2 separate regions of the Drosophila melanogaster genome follow, and region 1 is linked to region 2. Evidence: chromatin contacts called from public ChIA-PET data. All regions are on one chromosome and are shown on one strand. Each heading gives the region's core, a stretch centred on a gene start, on an enhancer-like site or on the middle of the called end of the contact. The rest is flanking DNA. Distances are from core to core; before and after follow the strand shown.

Region 1 (2,702 bases), core at 128-2,627, 92 kb before region 2:
CTTAGCACCATATCAATTGAGATAAACGCAAATGCATTATGGAGACTAAGGAATAAAAGTGCTAGTTGGGTCTGTATGCTAAAAATAACTACCCCAAAATGGGTTAACAACTAAAAATAATAAAATACAATTATAGGTTGTGGTTTTCTGTGATTTAATCTTAGAAGTTAGTGATATATGTAGAAATTAGTTGAGTATTTCCGGATCAAAGCTCCAAAATATTAATGTATGTTTTTTTTTTTTTGAAATTAATCGCGTTTTACTCATTGAAATATTATTCAACCCTCGAGAAAACTTATAAACAACAAAAGCACATTCTTGTGACTCATTTTTGCTCGCTTATTCAGCACGACAACGAATACATAATCTATTAGTTCTGGGATCACAATACTTATAAGGTAAGTATCTCAATACCTATAAAGTGGGTTTTCAATCAGACATTAGATTATAATTATTATAATGTCTTTGGGTCAGTGAACTTTCAAAAGTGTTGGACAAGGACGGCGGAAAGAAAGAGAGGGATAGGTATTCCCACGCTAAATGGTACAACAATAACAAGATGTGACAACCACCAAGGCCTGATAAGCAAAGCACGGACACAAAAACAAAATGTTTAAAAATGATGTGGAGCAAATGTGGAACAAATACGAAGTAGTGGGGAAGAATTGGAAGGGTGACACACATGAAAAAGTGTTGGTAGCCACATGATAAATCAAATTTGATAAGATAAGAAAAGCTAAATAAAACAATTATCCAAACACACACCTTTGACCAACTTAAGGTATGCCCGCTGGGGTGTGACTTGGACAGCCTGATCACTGGTTTCGTAGTCCTTTAGGGGCTTATCCTGAAGGACATCTAGGACCGGCTGGTTCTCGTATATATCCGTTTCACTGCAGTTGTAGTTAAGTAGTTGCCGGCGAGAGAGACAACGATATCCCACCTGGTATTCCTGATATGCAACCAAATAGGAAAATGATTGACTTCGCAAGGATGACAGCAGCAGTAGGAACCGTTTATGTTTTCTTGCCATCTCCCTCGTACTCACCTTGTCCGTGCACCAAGCGCATTCCAGATGAGCGGATAAACATCTTTCGCAGCTGTCTGCGTGCCTGCACTGATCATCTGCGTAAAAGAGATGGCGATAACAAATCCGTTATGTCACGTCAAAGCTGCCGGCTAACAAACCAATTGAATCTGCATCCGAATGAGAGATCTCAGCTATTAGAAAAACCAAATATATCCACAAGAACGCCCTTCCGCCCAGTGACGTCATTTTCAAAATGCGTGCAATTTTCACTACCAACGATCACATATATTTTTTTTGCTAAGGGAGCTAGCGACCGTTCGGCCTTAGAAGTCCAGCGTAACTAATATTTGTTCAGTACGAAAAACGTTGATTGCTCCGCTCGTATCTTATCAGGAGAGAGTGACAAAAAATGTGAGAAGTTATTGGGAAAATGATGTGATTAGAATAAATGGCACTCTTAAAAATAAATGAGAGTAATAAGTGATAATAAAAGAAAGCAAATTTCATTCACGTGTTGTCTAACTCACTACATTTTAAGACATAAAAAATGCACTGCTATCGTTCTTATGTTTTGTTTAAATAAATATTAGTGTTTGGAAAGTATATACATAATATATGTATATTTATTTGGAGATCCATTTCTTTATTTATTTAGATATCATATTTAGTCACAATCAAAACCTTAAAGTATACTTTTATGTCTAGTTGTTTTAAAAATTCCATCCCATTAGAAATATATTATAGACCAGCTCCCATTTAATGGTAGAGAAGGGGTTACATATTTGTACTTTAAATATGTGGAGCCACAAGTTTTGTAGCCGTCAGAGCTTGTAAGGGACCGAAAATACTAAAATAAACCAAGACGAATTCATATGAAAGAGTCTAAAGCAAACAACAACAAACCAACAGCTACACATAAGCAAAACTATACAAATTTAATAAAAAAAATTTTGTTCATTTAGTGCAAGTCTTCTCTTAGAAAAATTTGTATTAAATAACACAATGAATAGGACTATCGGTTGGCATAATGTTAGTCTTGTGTTTTTCAGATTGCTTTTATGATTTTAAACGTAAAATAGAATTTAAATTATTTAATATATAAGTCAGAATAACGATTTTATTAGGAAATTACTGGTCACACTGTTAGGCTCAATTTGTCAAAACTGGTCTTAAGTTAGTGCTCTCTTACTCTCTTCGGGCGGTATAATTCTCCAGCCGAGCCATGGTCTTACTATCCTGTGACCAACCCCGCGGAGAAAAAACATTTTTACCATTATGTTGTTGTCCTCTTCTTTCATTTTATGAAATGGCTGTGTGAACAAGAGATGGATGGCGCAGTAGTGTGACCAAAATCGTGGGTAAAAAGACGCAGCAAAATACTGAAACACTCATGAAACGGCCAGTCGGCGAAAAATTTTCAAATCGCGGGGTCGTACAGCGGACGATTTTCAATCGGAACGGTTCAGCTTTGGAGCGGAGCGCGGAGTTTCGCATTTTTTGTGTTTGTAGCGGAAAATCGGATGAAAAACTCCAAATGTTTACCAAATGAGCGGCGACAAATACGCGACCAATTGACGAGATCGTGTGTGTTTTTCTCAATTAAACGGTGAGTGTGCGATAGAGATGGAGATGTAAAGTATGCAGTCAAATTAAAGTGCGGCAAAAAAATCAA
Region 2 (2,754 bases), core at 100-2,599:
ATTGTAAGCTATAAAACAAATTACATCTGGGAAAGAATTAAAAGCGGAGTCTTGCGTACATATAATAATCACAAATTTCTACCATAAGGGTATTAACTCTTTAGGAGTTGAACTTTTAAAATGCAGCTTTCGTTACCATCATTTTTTTCGATGTTCTTTTTGTTTGTTGCGCTGTAAAAATTATTATTTTTATGCTGCCTGGCTGGCTGGCTAGTCAAGTCGAGCATAGCGAGACTCTCTGCCCAGTGAAATCCCGGCGAGGAGCGGAGTGAGGTAGAGTCGAGTCGAGTCGAGTCTGTTGCCGTCTTCATGCCACTTGAATGACTCATTAAAAGTGATTTCATTTTAAAACATTTTCCTCGCTGCGGTCGCCGCTCCTGCCCCTGATCCTTCGGCTGGCGATATCCATTCCCGTTCCACTTTCTTAGTCATTGTCGTTTTCTCCCGGGCTTAGCGCCTTATCAGCTGGCTGAGCCGCCTCTCATTTCCTCCGTCTTCAAGTTGGCCGTCATTTAATTTACTTTCGAGTTTACTTTTTTAATTCGCTTAGCTACTTTGACTGTGCGTGCTGTCGTAAATCCCTGAAAGAAAAAAGGCAAAGGGAGACAAAATGGAATTGTTGGGACAGGAGTAGGACACTTGGCCAACGATAAGCGTGAGTCAGGCCAAGTTACTTTGCGTAATAAGATACGAAATTGAAATGTGCAGCGCAATATCGTCGCTTTCGTCAGCCTTCCCAGATTCCTTGCCTAATTCCCCAGATAAGCTGCATTATGCGCCACACCGGTGGCATAATATCAACATCTTCGGCGCACTCCAAGTTCCGAGCTGTCCATGTTCCACTTCCTCCTCATCGGAGCAGCATGTGTGAGTGGGCGCCACTTGAGCAGCGGCAGCATGGTGGCCTCCAGAATGGACGGATGCACGTTCTCCCCTCAGGTGTATCTCCATCAAGTTGCATCATCCGATGCATAAAAGAGATCCAGGGTTCACAATATTTAAGTAAAGCTGGATTGTTCTCAAAAATGCATAAAATCAGGGAGCAACATTTATATTGGGAATTTATATTAGTTAAAGGGTACATGTATCTCTAATTCACAGAATTCATTTAGAAGTAACCCATTTACTTTCCTAGATATAATCAATTAAATATTGATTGGAATATGGAAGAAGGGTACAGTAAATATATAAATCACATATGTATTGCTCGACAGCAAGTTAAATAGGTTCTATGCCTGGCACTACTCTATATATTCAAAGCCCACTCCAGAACGAGGGTCTGATGCCACGTTACTCGGGCCTGGGGCCACCGTACTCGTACTCCGGTGAACTCTGGTGAAGCCCCTGCGATTCGCTTTCATTAGAGTTGCAACAGCAAGTTGAGTGTGTGTTTCTAGGGTCTGGAATTGGTGGCAGCTGTGTGGGCGTTGCTGGTGGGCAATAAATTTCCATTTAGCCATGAACAACAACTAACGGCTTCTGCCGACGACCAACTCAGCACAGCTCAACTCAACTCAACTCGACCCGATATCCGCGCAGGCCGCTGGGAAAGCGGCGAATGAGCGAGCGGGCCCAATGAAGCGTCACGTGGAAATGGTTATAATTGCATCCGCGCTACGCCCCTCCGCACTTCCCCGCACCGTAGCCGTCACGCCCCCTTTGTGCACTCAAAAACGAATCTATAAAATGTGTGGCTTTAATTTACTTGCTTTTCTTTCAAAATTATCTTCACTTTTGTGAAAATTATTAAGCAAAGGAATGCTGAATGACTACACTTAAAATACCCATTACTTTGGTAAATTTTTGAGAGCTTTCCTTTCTCAAGCGACTAGAGAACGAATTTAGGAATTAGTGGCATGTATCTCACAGTGCAGCGAGTCCATCTTGCAACGCGAACTGTCGCTGGCACGGGGCAATAATTTTGACGCTTGATTGATCAAAGCAGCAGCGCAGCAGTATCTGTAGCCTCGTTCCGGACTGCTGTTGTTTTTACTGGCGAACCGGCCAAGTTACAGCACTTTTACACGCTCCTGTTTGTCCGCCGCCAGAGCTGCAGCTTTTTTATGCTCTTATGCAGCGTTCAAAATTTTTATTTTTATTATGCAGCAGTCGATCCGCCAGATACAGATGCCCTGGTCATCAACAGCCACCGGCAGCCATAACAGCTGACTGGCCGACGGACTGACTGAATGACGGACTCGCAGAGCGACAGCCCGACTTGAGTGTGCAATAAATCAAATTTTAAGTCGCCTTTGAGCAAAGTTAAATTGCAGCCGGAAGCCCTGGAGAATTAACTATCATGGCTTATCAATAGTTTAAGTCAGCCGAAAGGAAAGGCAAAGCCATAAGAAAAATTGCTAACTAAACTGTCAGATGTGAGGAGCTGTTAACATCTAAAAATGAAGTATGAACTTTTCAAGATAATTTCACCCTAACCTACCTGGGAAATAATAGTTATTTATTTTTAATTTTCATTTTTATTTCTTCTGAAAATATAAAAGCACTCGTATGCAATCAATTATTATCATATACAATATAATAGCAGTAATTCCTGGATAATTTTTTGATAATGGGACAACAGAGCATAAAAGCGAATGGGAAGCATGTGATTTACTGCCAGTGAAATCAATTAGAAAATAAATTGCACAATGTTGATGTTACAGCATATGTATAAGTGTAATGCAATTTGCCCGACTCCTGGAAATATTTTAGCACTCCACTATGTGTACATCTAATTGAAAGTAATATGTTTTA

Evidence for each region. ChIA-PET counts read pairs in DNA pulled down with a chosen protein or histone mark.
Region 1: a contact with region 2 is called in an RNA polymerase II ChIA-PET map of the Kc167 cell line, with 9 times the contacts expected there. The contact joins the promoter of Itgbn here to the enhancer-like site in region 2. A contact is called at or near these places in 23 of 107 Hi-C or Micro-C datasets (the D17-c3 cell line, the Kc167 cell line, the OSC cell line and 10 more) and 2 of 6 datasets of contacts at active chromatin or transcription factors (both in the Kc167 cell line).

What each region holds. Positions count from the first base shown.
Region 1 is chr2L:21,051,708-21,054,409 of dm6, reverse strand. Itgbn (Integrin betanu subunit) reads right to left here and starts at 1,377. Exons shown (of 6, transcript NM_078884.3): 1 at 1,189-1,377; 2 at 1,049-1,125; 3 at 766-952. The coding sequence starts at 1,276. CG42238 reads left to right here and starts at 2,246. Exons shown (of 7, transcript NM_001273724.1): 1 at 2,246-2,636.
Region 2 is chr2L:20,959,241-20,961,994 of dm6, reverse strand. No RefSeq gene overlaps it. Among named protein-coding and RNA genes, the nearest start is that of lncRNA:CR44606, 12 kb to the right of the region's middle. Within about 2 kb of position 1,349, at least 19 of the 39 cell types and tissues checked have an H3K27ac peak or open chromatin away from gene starts, as enhancers often do. A contact at or near this core is called in the Kc167 cell line, the OSC cell line, the S2 cell line and 3 more, where this site is marked.